Linked DNA regions of Mus musculus: region 2 is linked to region 1. The links are chromatin contacts, called in public promoter capture Hi-C maps. All regions are on one chromosome and are shown on one strand. Each heading gives the region's core, a stretch centred on a gene start, on an enhancer-like site or on the middle of the called end of the contact. The rest is flanking DNA. Distances are from core to core; before and after follow the strand shown. Region 1 has its middle 41 kb from the start of Klhl31. Region 2 has its middle 6.0 kb from the start of Gm39375.

Region 1 (2,700 bases), core at 136-2,635:
TCCATGCTTGAGTTCTTTTACTAATAAGACTAAGATTCCCGAGGGGGAATCCTAACCCCTGTAATCCCATGGTCAGTTCAGACTTAACCTGCTTCTTCTCGCCATAACTTACAGCGCCCCTAGTGGGGAAAATGTCCTAGGAAATTGAAGCAGCCTGCCCTGCCCCCTAGTGGCGATAGCCTAGAAGAACATCTGTAAAGACTAGCTGGGAATTATCGCGAGTTTCTCAACCTACCCTGTCATTTTACCTTTAGTTTGGTATATATATTCACACACGCACACACACATGAGAAGCTGTGTGTTTGAGAAAAGGCTTGTTGCCATTCTAATGGGGTTAAATTTTCTAATAATGTTCCACATTCTACTTGACATGAGTTCTTTTCCTGTCCTAGATTTCCCACCCCTGGTGCTAGCACACCTGGGCAAAATGGGGCTCTGTAGTTTCCAACACTGTAGTCTCTCGGAGCAAATGCTCAAATAAAATTCTATAGTAATGATCTAACAGCAAAGTAGCCTGCTATGGTCCCCGAGTTTAATCAGGCTTACTTATAGAAAGTTCTTTTAGCGTCTGCGTTTCACTGATACTGATTGGAATGGTGGTGACATTTGCATCTTATACAATTATTTCGTGATTGGCTCCTCCATACTGCCGACACACTGGAATGCTGTTGCCAGGAAAGACTGTCAAACTCAAAGATTACCCATCCCGGCAGCTTTTTGGAATTTACCTCCTGTCACCTGTAATCTGCTGATAAGACAAAGAGACATTCTGATGTCTTTTTTTTTTTTTAATTTTAGTTTTATTTTAAATTTATTTTTTACACTCCATATTCCATTCCCCGGCCCCCATCCACCCACCCACCCACCCTCCGACTGATGTCTTTTTAAATATATGGGGGGGGGGCAGGGGACTGGAAAGCAAAGAGCACCGCATCCACAGAGAGGTAGAGTGGTCCTATTGCCTGGTAACAGTGCTGTTCTTTGGTGACGACATTTTTCTTTGTGTTTGTTTTGCAAGTTGCAACTGTCTTCAAACTGCAGTCACATTTTGAGACCCAATAATATGGTTGGCAGCGTAATTTGTAGTTACAGGGTCTTTTACAAAATGATGATATTTAAGATTATCACGCAATTAGGGCAAAGGAAAATAGTGCTCATTCTCCGAGCTGAGGATGGGCTGCGAGTCTGGGTTCTAATTAACCCAGCAGTTGATTCACTGTTGTTTCTGTAGCTTGGGAAAGTGATCATGACAGTCTATATTCCCAAGCTGGCCTGATAAAATGTATGCCTGTTTACTGGATTCTGTTTGCCTCGCACACAGCTGGGAGAGAACATGTTTTTCTCCCCCAATAAATGTGTACAGCACCGCCCCTGGAATTATGCAAGTTTCCGCAGATAAAAGCAACCAGCCAGGCATTTTGAACAAGCACAGAACAAGTACAAATAGCAGTGAGGCTTAAGAGAGAAAGCGCTATTTCCAGTGCTAGGTAACAATAGACGCATTAAGAGCCCTGGCGAGCTAGAAGCAGGATAGGCGGGACGAGAGACCTCTTGCTCCACATTGTGCCTTCTGTTTGTGGAGTTAAGGCTTTAACTCCAATGCTAATATGGAAAAGAAGTCTGCTTGGGAACTGCAGGTTTCTGCCTTGTTCCAGGCAACCAGAGATTAAAAAGAGTTGTGAATTCCCTTCCTGGTATAGCTGTGGAGCTGCAGAGCCCTATGAAAAGAACCAAAAGGGGTTTGTTAACTGAGAGAGGCAGAGATAGAGAGACAGAGAAAGACAGAGAGTGACAGAGAGACTGAGACAGAGGGACAGAGACAGGGACAAAGAGAGACAGACAGGGAAAGGGAGAGAGACAGAGACAGTCAGAAAGTGGGGAGAGTGAGAGGCAGGGAGAGAGGGAAAGAGGAGGGGGGAGAATGCATAGCATTTGAAACCTCAAAACCCACCCTCCGTGATATACTTCCTCCAGCAAGTTCATAGCTCTTAAACCTACTCCAGTGTCACAAACTGGGGACCAAGTATTCAGAAGCTTGAAACTATGGAGACATCTTATTAAGCCACCACAGTCTGGTAATTGCTATTTAGTGCTTCATGTAGGGTTGGGTTCTCTTGGGCTCTTCTTGTCCATGATGAAATACAGATGAATGGATAGTGTTACACAGACACACACACACACAGACACACACACACACAGACACACACACACACACCATGCACCATGGATAAACAGATTTGATCTTACTTATACCATTTAGCACTTTTTAACTTTCTGAATCTGTTAAGTCAAGCTTTTAAAAAACTTGTAAAGCAAGTCGGGTGTGGTGGCATACGCCTTTAATCCCAGCACTCGGGAGGCAGAGGCAGGCAGATTTCTGAGTTCGAGGCCAGCCTGGTCTACAAAGTGAGTTCCAGGATAGCCAGGGCTTAGTCATATTATATTCAAATATCGACATCCCCTTATATTATCTGTCTGGGGCATCTCTCAGGCATCCTTTCCATCTTGGTCCCTGAATAATCTTTTAGTTAGCTAATACTCACTTTGTTCTTCCTTATATACCTGTTGAGTGTCCACAAATGCGTATTTCATTTATCAGCATTGTATTGGGCTATTTTCTGCAGTTCTGTTTTTCCTAATTTTTATTGTTTTATGTGCTTAGTCATTTTAGACTATTCAGTAGATACCTGACTGACCTGA
Region 2 (2,700 bases), core at 114-2,613, 410 kb before region 1:
GAAATTAGGATTATGTAAAGCACACAGTAAAAAGAGGGTTGACAGAAAAAAATAAAATAAAATAAACCCAAACAACAACAAAAACCCAAGCTGAACCAACCAACCAATCAACCAACCAACCAACCAACCAACCAACCAACCAACCAACCAACCAAAACCAACCAAACAAGAGGGCTGGAGAGATGGCTCTGAGGGTAAGATCACTGGCTGCTCTGGCCGAGGAGCCAGGTTCAGTTCTCAGCACCCACATGGCGGCTTACAGAGTCTGTAACTTCAATTCCAAGAGATGAAACACTCTCTTCTGGCCTCCGCAGGCAATGCACACACAGTGCCCAGTCATCTACGCAGGCAAAACGCACCTAGACACGCAGAGAAACAAAAATCCTAAGCAAAGAGCTAAACTGCAACAGGCATACACACCCTAGTTACCAGAGGCAGCACTGCTTAGCCAGGTGAAGGAGCCAGAGCAAGCAGTAAAGTATTATGGGATAGTCATAGTCTTTTTCTCTCAGAACTAAAACACTTAAACCACAGTGTGAAAAACAATATATTAGCATTCCTTAAACTGGTTTAAAGACTTGGTTTAATGATTTTTAACAAGAAAGATTCATGTTTATTATTATTATTATTATTATTATTATTATTATTATTATTATGCATGTGTGAACCCAGAACTTCTTCAAGAACTTGACCATTGAAACTTTCCAGCCTCATCTGCTTGATTTTCATGAAGGGCTGGGGCAGAGCATACAAAAAGCTCCACACAGAGATGTGGCCACACAGAGAATCTGGAGTTTAAGTTGAGGAAAAAGGAACACGACATCTACATCCAAGGAAGAATAGATCTGGTCTACAGAGTGAGTTCCAGGACAGCCAGAGCTATACAGAGAAACCCTGTCTCAAAAAACAAACAAACAAACAAACAAAAACACAACAAAAAACAAAACAAAACAAAACAAAAAAACAAACAACAACAACAAAAAAAACCCAAACAAACAACCAAACAAAAACAAGCAAACAATCAAAAGAATAGATTTGGGACCGTGATTTTATTGACCATTTGAGGATCGATACAAGAGGCAAGAACCAGATGCTAGGGGAAGGTCCCAAGTGAGCATGCTTCCAGGACTTCACCGTCTTGGCTGACCAGCGTCCTTGGGTGGATATGCTGTTTACCTAGAGGGTTCTCGGCGTCTCTGGACACCACCCACCTAGCCCTGGGAAGCATCTTGTGTCCAGGCTGTGCCATTCCAAACTGTCCCGGGCTAGCAGAGGAATTCAGCAAAATTGCTGCCCTTAAGAGTCTCCTGTACCGTCAACGAACAGGCCAGGCCAGGCCAGGGGAACACTGGCCAGAAGGTGGAGCCCACGAGCCTGGTGAAGTGCGGAGGTGGCAGTAGCTAAGGCTCAGTTCCAAGGCCTTTGCTGGGGGATTGGCAAGGCGCCATTAGGAATATAGCGTTGGTTTGCTCTCTTGGGTATCCAGGGCAGCTCAAGGTCGGGAGTATTCCAGGACAGTGTGTTGAGGCTTGCGCTGTGGGTGGCTGCTATCTGTTCCACCAGCACAGATTTCCAAAGGCAGGGTCACTTGGGCAGGTGATAAGCTTGTTTGTGGTTTAAACAGTTTGGGACCTATTCGCTTACATGGTTGTTGTGCTTCATCTAGGTTAACTGCCTTAACTGCCTGTCCTCCTAACCCTTGAGTTGCAAAGAATGGAAAGAGGACAGCGGAGAGACAGGGAAGCAAGCGGACCGTCTCCAGCCTGTGCGCCTGACTCAGTAGACTGCGGCGCTGGCTCATCCTGGGAGCGCAGAGGGAATGTCAGCCTCACACAGCCTGGCACCTTGTGCAGTGACACCTTCAGGGTTTGTGGGGACAAGCCGCCTGCCAGACACACGGCTTATTATAAGTCAGATGATACAAGTTTACATATGAATATGAACACAGGCAGCTTGAACAAGCCCAGTGAGGCTAATGAACTTCCTGATTGGCAAAATTAGAACTCTGATGCAAAGCATGGTTAGGATATGAAGGTCTTGGGTTCTGAAGGGAGGAAAGTCACTCTGGTAGGTAAGAGAGGTGAAACTCGGTGGCCTCGGTGGCTGACAAATTTAGGGTGCAGACGGAGGGAATTCGAAGAGCCATGCTCATACTGCGTTTGTGGTCACAATAAACAAAAACCAGTAAGCTAAAGAAATAACTGGACTATATGATGTTTATTAGACTATCTCAAACCCAGAAATGAATACACTATCTATCTATCTATCTATCTATCTATCTATCTATCTATCTATCATCTATCTATCTATCTATCTATCTATCTATCTATCTATCAGTTTGCATATGATATGGTGTCATTAAGACAAACTATTACCAAATAATATCTTGGGCTACAAAGATAGCTCAGTGGTTAAGAGCACTGGCTGCTCTTGCAGGGACCCAGATTCAAGTTCCCCAGCATCTTCGGGGCAGCTTGCAACCGTCCATAACTGTAGTTCCAAAGGGTCTAATGCCCTCTTCTGGCCCCCGCAGGTACTGCACACATGTCCCTCTAGAGTGGTCCAGCTTTTCTTAAGCTTTTGTTACTTATGTGTGTGTGCATGTGCTGGTGTGTGCATGTCACAGCACACATGCAGAAGTCAGAGCACAACCCACAGGAGTAAGTCCTATTCCTCCACCATGGGGGCCTAGGGTTCAAA

What was found. Promoter capture Hi-C pulls out the DNA fragments that hold promoters and counts their contacts.
Region 2: a promoter capture Hi-C map of hippocampal neurons shows a contact between it and region 1, with 1.8 times the contacts expected there. The contact joins two enhancer-like sites. A contact is called at or near these places in 7 of 39 promoter capture datasets (the 3T3-L1 cell line, embryonic stem cells, hippocampal neurons and 3 more), 1 of 15 datasets of contacts at CTCF or cohesin (large pre-B cells), 8 of 484 Hi-C or Micro-C datasets (the AML12 cell line, the G1E-ER4 cell line, colorectal tumor organoids and 5 more) and 1 of 115 datasets of contacts at active chromatin or transcription factors (astrocytes).

Annotation. Positions count from the first base shown.
Region 1 is chr9:77,594,001-77,596,700 of GRCm38.p6, reverse strand. No RefSeq gene overlaps it. Among named protein-coding and RNA genes, the nearest start is that of Klhl31, 41 kb to the left of the region's middle. Within about 2 kb of position 1,385, at least 21 of the 459 cell types and tissues checked have an H3K27ac peak or open chromatin away from gene starts, as enhancers often do. A contact at or near this core is called in hippocampal neurons, where this site is marked.
Region 2 is chr9:78,005,509-78,008,208 of GRCm38.p6, reverse strand. It overlaps a transcript of Gm34829 not described here. Among named protein-coding and RNA genes, the nearest start is that of Gm39375, 6.0 kb to the left of the region's middle. Within about 2 kb of position 1,363, at least 44 of the 459 cell types and tissues checked have an H3K27ac peak or open chromatin away from gene starts, as enhancers often do. A contact at or near this core is called in hippocampal neurons, where this site is marked.